Linked DNA regions of Mus musculus: region 1 is linked to region 2. Evidence: chromatin contacts called from public Hi-C data. All regions are on one chromosome and are shown on one strand. Each heading gives the region's core, a stretch centred on a gene start, on an enhancer-like site or on the middle of the called end of the contact. The rest is flanking DNA. Distances are from core to core; before and after follow the strand shown. Region 1 holds the start of Dhrs7 (dehydrogenase/reductase (SDR family) member 7). Region 2 has its middle 44 kb from the start of Dhrs7.

Region 1 (3,659 bases), core at 717-3,216, 44 kb before region 2:
GGTCTGGCCAAGTCATGTTGCTGAACCATCTCCTCGGACCCCAAAGTGAATCTTTTTTTTTTTTTTTTTTTTTAAGGAGTTAGAGATCACTGTTTTAAAAGTGAATTTTTTAATATGATGATTATGAATCATCCTGGTTAGGAGTGCTTCCTCCAAACCAACATGTGCAGTTATTGTGTTCAACTAAGTGTTCCGTTTGTTAACATAAAACATTCTGAGTTTGAGGCAGGTGATCTCTCTGAGTTTGAAGCCAGGGTGGTCTCTATAGTGAGTCCCAGCACAAGCAGTGCTCCGCGGTGAGAGCCTGAAATGAAACAAAACAAGGCAAAAAAAGTCATGTTAGTAAAGCTTTTTTTGTTTGTGTGCATGAATGTTTTGTCTGAAAGTATGTTTGTGCACCATGTGAGTGCCTGATGCCCTCGGAGGTCAGAGATGGGAAATGGATCCCCTGGGACAAGAGTTACCAACAGATGTGAGCTGCCATGTGGGTGTGGAAATTGAACCCAGGTTCTCTGCAAGAGCAACAAGTGCCTCTAACAGCAGAGCCACCTCTCCAGCTCCAGTACGGAAAAACACTCTAAAGCTCTGCCTTGGCACTTCGACACTCAGCACCCACCCGGGTCTAATCCCTAGGGGTGGACAGGAAGAGATCATAGCTTCCTGCCAGTCTCCCAAGCCCAATGTCCCAGTCTCAGATCCCTCATCCCCACAGCTTGGGGTTGTGACCCATCGGAACACTAGATCCACTGCAGTCCTGTCCTTTTACAGAAGGGGAAACATTTGGGATAAGATTCATCATGAGACTCTGTGTGGTATTTTAAGACATCTTATTACAAAAGTAATGTGCTACAAAATAAAAATAAAATTCACATGGCCCAGGTGATACGTCAATTAGAGCAATTCTTGACCAATATTATTCCAAATGGCAGTCCAAAAGTTTAGCTAACTGACATGCACCTTGAACTATACCACAGCAATTTCTGATTAACACTAGTTCAAATATTTCCTGCATAGATCACTCTAAAGATGCAAAATATAGACCTTTGTAAACCTTTTCTCACTGCAATGAAAAAAGTGACAATTCAGCTGGGCGTGGTGGCGCACACCTTTAATCCCAGCACTTGGGAGGCAGAGGCAGGCGGATTTCTGAGTTTGAGGCCAGCCTGGTCTACAAAGTAGAAACAGAGAAACCCTGTCTCGGAAAAAAAAAAGTGACAATTTATAAAAACAATACTAACAAACACAGAAGAAAGAACAGAGCAATTAGTGTGCACAGAGGCCTTTCCATATTCAAATGCTGTCAAATGATAATGGCATCATTTACAAACGGTGGCAGGAGGACACCAACCTGAGTGTTTTTAGCTCCTGGAACTTAGCAACAGTTGCCTTCTAGCCCAGTTAGTTTTATGTTCTGATTACTCTGGGCCATGATAGCCAACTTTTGGCCAAATATGAGTATCATTTGTAATGTTTTTCTAAATATAAGCGGCCAGTCCACGAGGGCAACCCAGTTCAAGTGCTGAGTTACTTCGGTATGCTTATCTCAGTCCACAAGCTTAAAGTGAAAGGAAAACAGATTAGGAAGAGTGAGTGAGGGTTTGGCTCAGCTTTTGGGAGCTTGCCCAGCGCGAAGAAGGACCTGGGCACAATTCCCAGCGTGGAGCGGGGGATGGGGCCTCGGGGTCGGAGCGGGCAGTGATCAAAGTTTTGTTTTGTTTCTCGCCAAGGCACCACCAAAGCCCTGAAAAGTCGTCCTAAAAACAGCTGTTAAAGACTCCTTCATGCCCTCACAAATCTTGTTGACTGCTCTCCCAACAGCAGTTTCCCAAGATTCCATGCCTTCTATTGCAACACCCCGGCAGTCTTGCACGCAGTAGGGACGCGCAGAGACGCCGTGGTGCAGCCCGGGACACAGATGGAGCCCCACCTTCGGGGACTCGCTAGGCGGAGCCCCGGGTTGTGACCCGCCGCGTAGAGGGCGGGCGCCGACTGTCTTCCGCTTGCGGCAGAGTCGGGTAGGCAAGGGACAGCGATGAGCTGGGAGCTGCTGTTGTGGCTGCTGGCGCTGTGCGCGCTGATCCTGCCCCTTGTGCAGCTCTTGCGCTTTTTGCGGGCGGATGCGGACCTGACCTTGTTGTGGGCTGAATGGCAAGGGCGACGCCCAGGTGAGCATCCTCTACAGCCTGGGCTCTAAGGAAGATCAGGGCCGAGGTCCCTCCCAGCTGTTGCCAAGCTGAGCCTTGACCAAGGGCTGAGGGTCCGGGAGGAAGAGGCAGGGGCTAAACAGGCAGTACCCACTCTGTCGCTTGTCTTAATTCGAAAATGGCCCTGATTTGTTACCCAGACTAGGATAGAAAACGTCAAACCCCAAGAGAGCGCTGCAATTCTCTGATGCCTGCAAGACACAGACTTCTTCCGTAGGATCCCCGGACACTCTCAGGGAAGGCACCATGGAGAGCAGAGTGTGTCCCTTGCTTTCTAAGAGGCCGGAACATTCTTTGATCCTGCACTTTTTACTTTCCCGGAAGCACCCAAAGAAAATTTGGCCTGAATCACTTACTCACCTGCTCACTTGGTTAAAATTTTCGCAATAGAAAGCGCTGAGCTGGCTTTTTGCCAGGAGGGAGATCATTCTGTGTACAGTAAGGCACGTTTCGCCCGCTCCACTTCGATCTGCAGCTTGCGTGGTGTTTAATGTTCACTTAATACATGATTCACATGCTCCGATATATCAGTTCACAGATGCTGCTGGGTGTTATGTCACGTTGGCAGTGTGTTCAGCAGGCCACAGACAGCCTCTGACCTTTGGCGTTAACAATTCTGATGACATGGGCACTCTTCGTATTGTTTTTCAGTTAAAGACATTGACAGAGAAACTCAAAGCCTCCCTAGGTAGGCTTTTCTGATCCTTAAAGGACTAAGTGGGATTCCACTGTTCGTGGTGGAAAATACACAAAGCACCCGAACAAAAATGCTTTGAAGTAGCTGGTGGCTCAGAAGGTACTGCATTCAAAGTCAGCAGGGCAGGAGTAGGTGACAGCTGGATCTTGGATTTTATGTCCCTCCCAGATGTTGGCAGGCATCCTTGCTGTCTTTTCTCTGAAGCTGCATTGCCTTGGCTCAAACAGTTGCAGTACTGACAAATGCAACTGCACAGTGTGCTTGTGGATTCAGCGCTGCAAAACAGGAGAGGGCATGGCTGTGACTCGGAGACTGTCAGTGTTGAGGGCAAGAATCCTAAATACCCCATACATCTTTTAACTGTAACTCTCCACTGAGCACCATTGAGACAGATGGATGTATCTGTAAGCTCACGGTCAATAGCAGCCTGTGGATGTTGTTTGTGTTTGGCCTCATTTATTTAAATGGAAGATTGAGTTAAACTCAGTTTATAAATTATGTGACTGTATAAAAGTTATTAACACATTAATTATGTCTGAAATGTAGGTGTGTTTAGTCTTTTTTTTGCGGTGTAATTTTTTTATTACATATATTCTTCATTTACATTTCAAATGCTATCCCCAAAGTCCCCTATACCCTCCCTCCGCCCTGCTCCCCACCCAACTCACCCACTCTCCTGCTTCCTGGCCCTGGCATTCCCCTGCACTGGGGCATATGATCTTCGCAAGACCAAGGGCCTCTCCTCCTATTGCTGGCCA
Region 2 (3,634 bases), core at 445-2,944:
ATGAAGAATAACAATGACACTTTGTGGGTTTTTTTTTTTTTTGGTTTTTTCGAGACAGGGTTTCTCTGTATAGCCCTGGCTGTCCTGGAACTCACTTTGTAGACCAGGCTGGCCTTGAACTCAGAAATCCACCTGCCTCTGCCTCCCGAGTGCTGGGATTAAAGGAGTGTGCCACCACGCCCAACTTCCTTTTTTTTTTTTTTAACTAATGCTTTCTTTTCTTTTTAAATTTATTTATTTATTTTATGTATGTGTGTACACTGTAGCAGTACAGATGGTTGTGAGCCTTCATGTGATTGTGTTTGCTTAGTCCCTGCTCTATCTGGCCCAGAGATTTATTTATTATTATACATAAGTACACTGTAGCTGTCTTCAGACGCACCAGAAGAGGGCATCAGATCTCATTACAGGTGGTTGTTAGCCACCATGTGGTTTCTGGGATTTGAACTCAGGACCTTCGGAAGAGCAGTCAGTGCTCTTACCGTCTGAGCCATCTCGCCAGCCTCATGAGCATATTTCAAGACAAATGTAGCTATACTAATAAATGAGCTGTGGGTTTCTATTGTGCATTTTTTTGTTTTTGTGGTTTGTTCTGTTTTGTTTGCGGTAGAATAATCTTGGTTTTGCCAGAGTTCTTTCATGAGTCCCACTACGTCTCTCCATGCCTTTGGAAAGATGCAGGGATCGACTTAGTAAGAGCAGGAAAGAGCTTGATTGGCTTGTAGCGTGACTTTATCACTAATGTGCTGATGTGTCTTAATTCAGAGAATGGCAACATGAGAGAAAACGACATACTGGTTTTGCCTCTTGACCTGGCTGACACAAGTTCCCATGATATTGCTACCAAAGCTGTTCTCCAGGAGTTTGGGAGAGTAAGTAGCAATTTTTGTTGATAGAATATGCCTTACATCACTTTTCCCACTTTGGTTAAAATTGCCAAAGAGTTTTTTTTTTTTTTTTTTTTTTTTTTTTGGTGGGAACAGCTTATTGTGGGCACTAGAATAGCAGCAGGAAGCCAATGTGGGCAGAGAGGGCAGGATGGGACTCAACTGCATCGGGTGGTGGGAGCCTTCATCTGCCCTCCATGGGCAGCCTCCTGAACAGAGTACAAGGTGGGTATAGTGATACCAGGGGAAGGAGTTTTGGTGGCAACACAGGCCTTCTGCTCTAGACTCTGTAAGGTCTTCTTTGCCCACCCCAGAATCCAAGTGGCTTCATTCACACACAGATACACTGAGCACACAAATGTACATCCATTTGGGCTAGACATCCTTGTCAGTGTGTCTACAAGATTCAGGGCTGACTCTGGTACTCTTGAGACTCCAAGGAGATCTTCATCCCTTCGCTGGTTCCCCAAGGGAGATTATAGGACTGGCTCTGGAAGCAAGGGTAGCCAGTACCATTTCAACAGAGCAGGTATGGGTGAATTTGCTACTTAGCCCCGACGTTGAGAGAGTGTGGAGGGGAACTAGACACACCCAGGAGGAGCTGAAGGTTCCTAGGGTCCTCTGGGACCTAAGGGGAGCTGGGCTTTTCCTGAGCTGGGGGGAGGGGATATGGAGAACACATGGGGGATGGTCAGGGGCTCAGCTACAGCAGAGCCAGCAAGCTAAGCAGGAGTCCAAGGTCCAGTAGTGAGATACTGGCACGAAGTCCGAAATTGCAGAAGGGGCTTTGGCAGCAGTAGCTGTTCACGGGTGCCACACTGAGATTGATATTGATGTTCTCACGGGGCAGGTCGGAGAGCAGCCCTTGTTCAGGGTATAGCCAAGGTTGATATTCCCAAAGCCGGCAGCAGCAGATAACGTGGTACAGTAATTGTCTGTGTTCTGGCATAAAACTGATCAGAGCAGGAGAAGCACATCAGGGAATGAACTTGCTCCATGCCCAGAAGGGCTCCCCGCACCACAGGCAGGAAGACTCTCATGCTGGAAGTGGTAGACATCTGCTGAAGGCTCACAAGCCAAAAAAGCCTACTCCAGGGGAAGCGGCCTCGAAGATAATACCAAAACCTTAGGTCCTGGAGATCTTTAAAGGCTGAATGCCGCCAAAGAGATTCTTATCTGTGGCGACTCATTCAAAGACATTCACATGGGATGCAATAGTGGATCAGGTCTATCACTTCTATTTCTTGATCTCTGGGTCTTGGACTTTAGGTCATTAGTTTTTTTGTTTGTTTGTTTGTGTTTTTTTTTTTTTTTTTTGCTTTTTTTTTTTTAATCTTTTCAACTCATAATTCCTATTGTAGACAAAAGGGCCAAAAACTCACAACTATGATATTTATGAGTTTTGGTGTATTTTTGTGAATTATTACTCAAACTGAATAGGTGAATTCTATTGATTTTTCTTCTTATTTTGTTTGTGTTTTGTTTTGTTTCAAGCTAGGGTCTTACTAAGTAGCTCTAATTGTTCTGGTACATATTGTATAGACCGAATTGGCCTAGAACTCAGAGAGATCTTGCTTGCCTCTACCTCCCAAGTGCTGGGATTAAAGGCATGCATCCCTATACCTGAATTGATTGTATCTTCTTACAGTTGACTTTAGAAATGTAACATTGCTGTATTGATTCGTTGAATTAACAACATAACCACTCATCACTAGGAATTCCATTCATAGACCATGTCTTAGGGTTTCTATTCCTGCATAAAACATTATGGCCAAGAAGCAAGTTGGGGAGGAAAGGGTTTATTCGGCTTACAATTCCACACAGCTGTTTATCACCAAGGAAGTCAGGACTGGAACTCAAACAGGTCAGGAAGCAGGAGCTGATGCAGAGGCCATGGAGGGATGTTCTTTACTGGCTTGCTTCCCCTGGCTTGCTCAGCCTGCTCTCTTATAGAACCAAGACTACCAGCCCAAAGATGATCCCACCCACAAGGGGCCTTTCCCCCTTGATCACTCACTAATTGAGAAAATGCCTTATAGTTGTATCTCATGGAGGCATTTCCTCAACTGAAGCTCCTTTCTCTGTGATAACTCCAGCTGTGTCAAGTTGACACAAAACTAGCCAGGACAGACCATCTCTAAAGAATCTTCTTTCTGACTTTATTTAATTAGATTGACATTCTGGTCAACAATGGTGGAGAAACCAATTATTGCTTTGCTGTGGATGCCAACCTGGATGTCTTCAAGGTGCTAATGGAGGTGAACTACTTAGGGACAGTGTCATTGACCAAGAGTGTTCTACCTCATATGATGGAGAGAAAGCAAGGAAAGATTGTGATCATGAACAGCCTTGCGGGAATTGTACCCAGCCCTCTTTGCTGTGGGTATATTGCCAGCAAACATGCTCTTCGGGTAAGGCTGTTTCAACTCAATTCTGTTAGCATTGACTGCAATGTGCATGGGGGATTTGTCCATCAGTGGGTGAGGTTGATGGAACTAAGGGACAATGGGCCACAGAAAGAGAACAACTTTGAGGCTACAACACCAGTCAATAACCAAAAATATTAGAGATGTGCATGGTTACTATTTATTCAACAGATTTTTTTTATTGTGTACCTGCATGAGATGAATCCTGGGGAGAAAGATTATTTTTGATCTAGCAAGTATAATGTTGTCTTATGCCTTAGCCCATTGCTACATTTTCAAGACAAATTGTGAGTCTACCCTTTCTTCTCTGCTCTTATTCTT

What was found. Hi-C and Micro-C count contacts between places; a contact is called where the count stands out from the background.
Region 1: a Hi-C map of liver shows a contact between it and region 2, with 1.7 times the contacts expected there. The contact joins the promoter of Dhrs7 here to the enhancer-like site in region 2. A contact is called at or near these places in 14 of 484 Hi-C or Micro-C datasets (the G1E-ER4 cell line, the HPC-7 cell line, cortical neurons and 5 more), 2 of 115 datasets of contacts at active chromatin or transcription factors (both in embryonic stem cells) and 3 of 9 other capture datasets (adipose tissue, liver and pancreatic islet).

The regions. Positions count from the first base shown.
Region 1 is chr12:72,663,135-72,666,793 of GRCm38.p6, reverse strand. It overlaps Dhrs7 (dehydrogenase/reductase (SDR family) member 7), which reads left to right and starts at 1,966. Exons shown (of 7, transcript NM_025522.5): 1 at 1,966-2,165. The coding sequence starts at 2,033.
Region 2 is chr12:72,619,086-72,622,719 of GRCm38.p6, reverse strand. It overlaps the pseudogene Gm4756 and the pseudogene Ly6e-ps1. Among named protein-coding and RNA genes, the nearest start is that of Dhrs7, 44 kb to the left of the region's middle. Within about 2 kb of position 1,694, at least 4 of the 459 cell types and tissues checked have an H3K27ac peak or open chromatin away from gene starts, as enhancers often do. A contact at or near this core is called in liver, where this site is marked.